Linked DNA regions of Oryctolagus cuniculus: region 1 is linked to region 2. Evidence: chromatin contacts called from public Hi-C data. All regions are on one chromosome and are shown on one strand. The core of a region is the stretch at or near the end of the contact, and the rest is flanking DNA. Distances in the headings are between cores, read along the strand shown.

The links. A called contact is a pair of places that touch in the nucleus more often than the background predicts.
Region 1: a contact with region 2 is called in a Hi-C map of psoas muscle, with 3 times the contacts expected there. The contact joins the enhancer-like site here to the promoter of DCAF6 in region 2. A contact is called at or near these places in 2 of 6 Hi-C or Micro-C datasets (liver and psoas muscle).

The regions. Positions count from the first base shown.
Region 1 is chr7:30,901,114-30,903,876 of mOryCun1.1, reverse strand. ADCY10 (adenylate cyclase 10) reads right to left here. Exons shown (of 33, transcript NM_001082153.1): 22 at 1,161-1,230; 23 at 623-854. Among named protein-coding and RNA genes, the nearest start is that of ADCY10, 76 kb to the right of the region's middle. Within about 2 kb of position 1,371, at least 2 of the 8 cell types and tissues checked have an H3K27ac peak or open chromatin away from gene starts, as enhancers often do.
Region 2 is chr7:30,796,162-30,799,108 of mOryCun1.1, reverse strand. It overlaps DCAF6 (DDB1 and CUL4 associated factor 6), which reads left to right and starts at 1,621. Exons shown (of 22, transcript XM_070077388.1): 1 at 1,621-1,969. It overlaps MPC2 (mitochondrial pyruvate carrier 2), which reads right to left and starts at 2,464. Exons shown (of 5, transcript XM_002715737.5): 1 at 2,048-2,464. The coding sequence starts at 2,156.

The DNA of each region.
Region 1 (2,763 bases), core at 122-2,621, 110 kb before region 2:
GCCCAGTTAACTCCACAAGTTTGGCAGTTGGCTTTTTCATAACACGAATTTTCTGTGAACTCGTTGAAGACCCCTCATGGTAGCCAATCCTCTCATAGCTAGGGGCGTGTTGCCCTGGCACCTGACTCACAATTACCACAGAGAAACAGTCACGTGCTTCACTGGTGTACAGATACGTGTGATAACTGGGCACAGATCTTGTGAAGAGAAAAATGGGTGTGCCTCTTGGGGACATCGCAAGACTAAAACCAGCTGTGCACTGTTGGAAAGAGGACTGCGTGCTCACGGGTATTTGGAGACGACAGAGGCTAAGTGCCCCCGGATGTCACTGAGGGAGGGTATTTTAGACCTGACGCACTGCCACTCAGAGTCTCCCTGTATCATTTGGGGAATGAGATATGACCCCTTGGCTCATGGCAAGGTTCCCGAGGCAGCAGTATTTTAAATGTGGCTCTTCCCGACTGCCTTTTCTGAGTCTGAGATCATTTCCCCCTCCGAGCAATGTGATCGTCACAGGAAAGGGGCCTGGCAGGAAGTGAGGACGTGCAGCGATGAAGCCACCTTGGAACTTCCCTTGGGGCTCTGTGGGTGCACGTTCTGGGGTGCAGTAGGCACAGCTTACCATGTAATTGTCGCCCAGGGTGAGATACGCAGATGTGATTTCTAGGAAGTAATACAAGGCCTTGTTGTTTTCTCCCAAAGCCAGGAAATGCTGGGCCAGAGGCAAGATGACAATCTCTAGGATCTCCTCACACTGGCAGGATTCCAGAGGGATGATGTCTTCCTTCGACGTCTTCATTTTCGTTAGGATGACGTCAAAGAACCCTAAGATCCTTTCCCCTATTTCTTCAGGGCTGTTCAAATGCAGACATAGAGTGGTAGTAACCGGTAGATACAGTATGGCCTTTAATATGAAAATGTCTTTAAAAACTAGCCAAAGAGCAACTGGCAGCTTTTAATAGGAAAAAAAGCTTTAAAAACTAACAAAAGAGCAAGATGCTAAAACCCAATGTAGAGACTGCTGGCCATGCACCCACCCCCATACTTGCCCACTAGGACCCAAGAGGCCAATAGTAGCAACCAGACAGATGCTTCTGCTCGAGGGTCAAATTCAGCAATCGTTTGTGATCTACTCCCTAAACAATGATGTATGCCTGTACCTGAGGTTTTCGGAAAATAACTCAGAGTTCTTAGGGATCCCGGCTCTGGAAATCTTGATCTCTTCCTCAGCTAGAAAATAAACAAACAAGTGAGTGGCATGGCTCCTGGAAGTGTGTGGTATCCACCAAAGACTCCAGTTTCCTTTTCAGGACATGGGGTTGCTGCTGCCCAGCCAGGAACTACATTTCCCACAACCCACTGCCTCAGCGGGAGTCATGTGGTTAGTCCCCATATTAGAACCAGATCAGATATGTGTCACCTCTGTCCTGAGATATTCCTGTGTCCTCTCTACCCTGTCCTTCCACAGGCAAGCAAATAATTCTGAGCCACTAAGGGACAGCAAAACTGTGAGTGAGGAGAAGCTGGGTCCCTATGTAACTGCACACTAATTTGTCAAAACGTTCATGGGATTATTACATGGGCAGAGAATAAACTATCATTCTACAAGTATTGTGTTCAGCCACTGAAATGCTGGTGTTAGTTACAGCAGGTGGCATTTTCTTAACTCATTCAGCCTGCAGTAACTATAACTACAAATTAACAATCCTGCAGAAAGCAACATCAGTTTCTAGTGGAGAAATGGAGATATTTTAATGAACACCCCCCCCCCCAAAGGCTGACTACAGGGCCATGAAACTTGAATTTAAAACATTTAGTCTGAGGGCTAGAGTTGTGGCACAGCAGGTTAAGCCACATTTGCAATGCTGGCATCCCATACTGAGTCCCGGCTGCTCCACTTCAGTGCAGATTCCTACTAATGTGCCTGGGGAGGCAGTGGATAATGGTCCAAGTACTGGAGCCCCTGCCACCCATGTGGGAGACACCAGAATGGAGTTCCTGGCTCTTGGCTGCAATCTGACCCATCCCTGGCTGTTGCGGCCATTTGGTGATCTCTCTCTCCCTCTCTCTCTCTCTCTCTCACACACACACACACTCTGCCCCCACCCCCACTTTGTCTCTCTCATTCTACCTTTCAAACAAGGGGAGGGTTGCGGGTAGGAGGGAAGTTATGGGGGGGGGGAAGCCATTGTAATCCATAAGCTGTACTTTGGAAATTTATATTCATTAAATAAAAGTTAAAAAAAAACAAATAAATCTTTAAATATAAAGAAATAAAACTTTTAGTCTAGGGGCAGGCATTTGGCGCAGTGGGATGCCTACATGCTTGCTTTGAGTCCTGGCTCTGCTTCTGATTCCAGCTTCCTGCTAATACGCATCCTTGGAAGCAGCAGGTGATGACTGAAGTACTTGGGTTCCTGCCAACCATATGGGGAGGCCCAGATTGAGTCCTAGGCTTCTAGCTTTGAACTGGCCCAGCTCTGGCTGCTATGAGCATTTGGAGAGTGAGCCGGCAAGTAGATGGAAGATTTCTCTCTCTCTCTCTCTCCTTCTCTCTCAAATAATAAATAAATAATTAAAAAAAAAAAAAAACCTTTAATCTGAGTTGGCCATTTGGTCTGGCGCTTAAGATGCCACCCGTGGTTTGAGTTCCAGCTCTGTTACCAAGTCCAGTTTCCCACCACTGTGTACCTTGGGAGGCGCTGGTGATGGCTCAAGTGGTTGGGCATTTTTTTTTAAAGATTTATTTATTTATTTGGAAGG
Region 2 (2,947 bases), core at 372-2,871:
CGGCAGCTTAACTTGCTGTGCCACTGCACCAGCCCCCAAAACATATTCTTGTTACCTGTCTAGACATAACTTGTCAGTGATAAAATAAAATCTCAAAAAAAATTTATAAATCAGTAATGTTTGAGTTCTGACCCTTAGTATTTTACCATTCCATATATATATATATATTCTGAGATTTAAAAACATTTATTAGACTCAAAGACCTCCAGCCAGAGTGGCATGGAGGGGGGCTCCAAGAGAGGAAAAAAACCCAAAGGGCCCCGAGGCACTGGGGTTTTTAAGCACAATTTTGAAGGAAAAAAACCTTGACAATGAGGTTGGAGTTCAGTTACTAGGCGGGGAGCATATCCTTTAAAAATGCCTGATAGGTGAATCTAGTCTCAAGTTTAAACAATGATTCAACAGCAAACATTGTTATGTAAAACAGTATGCAAAATCCTTAAATATTCACTCTGGACAACTACTGGAGCAATAATTAGCATTTCCTCAGATTTTACTCAATACCAATGAGTCAGCAGTTATTTTTATCATACTTCTTTATTTAAAAAATTGGAGTGCCTACAACTCTTCAGCATACATAAGTCTGCAGTGAGGAATTAACTTTTGTTGCCAGTGAAAGTGCAAGCATGACAGCCATATCACTGAACCCTTGCGAGAGAGTCCTTAAAAGGTCATAATTATCATCCCCATTTTACAGACTAGAAAACTAAGACTTGGGAATGTAAGGTCAAGGTCACATAGCCAAGACTCAAACCTAGGTCTGTTTGGTTTCTACGCCTGTGTTCCTTCTACCACACTGAAATGGGATTAAAATACCCAGACCAACCCAAGTGTGCCCAGATGAAATGCACACAATCTGCTCTTATTCTGAAAGTGGAGCAAGTGTTCCAAGCAAAAATTACAGGCAGCCACAAGCGAAGCCTTTGGACAAGAACAATGGAGACTACCTTCCCTTTCCCTATTAAGGTGTTCAGAACTGTTTCTCCTCTACCCAGAGCTTAGGAAGGTCGGAGCTAACTCCACACTATTCAGAGGACTCCGTAATGCCCTGATGATTACGAAGCAGAGCCCAATCCTCCCTCTGAAAAACCTTGGCCACAAAACACAGCACTATCCCCCCAAATCGACTGCTATATAAAAAAACTAAGAGGTAAATGAACTTCATTAATCACCATGTCCCCGTGAAGAGCCGTTTTATGGTGTATTTCGTCTTGCAGTAGGCAACATTAAGGGTTAAGCTACGGTCTGAAGGTGTAGTTCACTTCGTTATCTAACTGGAAATCAGACTTAGTAACTAGCTCAGACTCCGGAGGGCGGCTGCGGAGTCAGAGAAGCGGGGGGGACCCCGGACACCGACTGGGGACTATAGATTTACCAAGCAGGGGGGAAAGCCACTTTTGGGGAGGGGGGCACTTCCATCTTCCCATTCAAAACACAGTTTCTCGTGTGCTGAGCTTGGGGGAGACCTCAGGATACAGAGGTCTGAAATAAAGAGCCGGGTGGGCATTATTCGCTCAGCCACGGGCACCCTGTTTCCCACTGGGACAGGAGAGTGAACGCGGAGCGTGGCATTCCCGCATCCACCGCGCAGAGATCTGCCATTCCGCCCAAGGTCACACCTATGGCAAACGGGAAAGGGGACTCACGCCCGGGTCCGACCGGCACACCTGGGGGCAGACTGAGGCACGCGGGCCCACGACCTCTGCTCCGCACCCTGCGGGGCGACACTCCCACACCGCGGCGCGCGGGGCCCACGGCGGCGCGGCGAGGCGAGGCTCTCCCGCGGCTGCCGGCGTGGAGGCGGCCAGATGTGGAGGCCGGGGCCGGGCTGCAGCGGCGCCACAGAGAGAGAGGTCCGGAAGGGCGCCGCCTGCACGCCTCCCGCGGTCGGGGGAGCCGCGGGATGACAGAAGGTGAAACGCAGAGGGCGGACAGGGGCTGGCGCTGCGGGATGTCGCCAGCAGCACAGGTACCGGCGGGTCTCTGAAAGGCGCCTTTTGGAGGGAGGAGAAAAGGTCTCGTGGGGGAGCCAGGCTGGGGCCATTACCTGCCGGGTGGTTGTACAACGGTCTCAGTTTCTCGGGCAGCATCAGCTCCACTTTATCCAGGAGCCGGTGGTAGGTGGCCCGCAGGCCTCGGGCGCCGGCGGCTGACATGTCGGCCGCCGAGTGATCGCGGGCAGCCGGATGGGAGCGTTGCTGTGTCCTCGCTCCTGGCTGACAACGAAGGGCAGCTCGTCCCTCTCCCTTGCCACAGCGCCTCGCGTCCGCTTTCCACCAGGGTGCCCTTCGCCGCGGCTCGCTTGCCCCCGGGCAAACCAGCCAGCGGCCCGCGCCCGGAGAGGGCTCAGGGGGCGGAGGCTGCGGGACAGCCCGCCCAGGCCCGCCTCCTGCCCTCCGCGGAGGGAGCGGGAGGAGGAGTCATGGCAACAGGTGTCAGAGGGATTGCCTCACCGAGGCCGCCCAGCGCCCCGCCGGCAGCGCGCTTGCGCAGGAGGAGCGGCCCGCCGCGATTGGCTCGCCCCGCCGTGTGGGCGGGGCCGAGCGGGCCCCTCCGCCTTCTCCTTCCTGCCCTCGAAGCCATGTTGGAGTAGGGAAAGTGAAGCTGCACTCGCTCTCTCATGCCCCATCGCTCGGACTATTGGAGGCCCGTAGTTAAAATGGGCTTTTCGGGCCTTCCGTGCCCCAACTAAAGATGACGCCGCACATCAGCTCTTGGCTTCCTTTGACCCGAGACGCGTGAACGAGACTACACCTCCCAGCGGCTTCTTTCTCTACTGCTCTTCCATCCATAGAGAATTAAGAGCTTGGCTAGAGTGGCCTGAAGCCCCTTTTCCTGGGTGAGGGCAGCCGTGACGCACCGCGGCCTCAATCTCGGGGGTGGTCGTTATCTCGCGAGAACGGCTGGGCGGGGCGGGCGTTCACAGGAGGAGAGGGCGGAGCCCGGC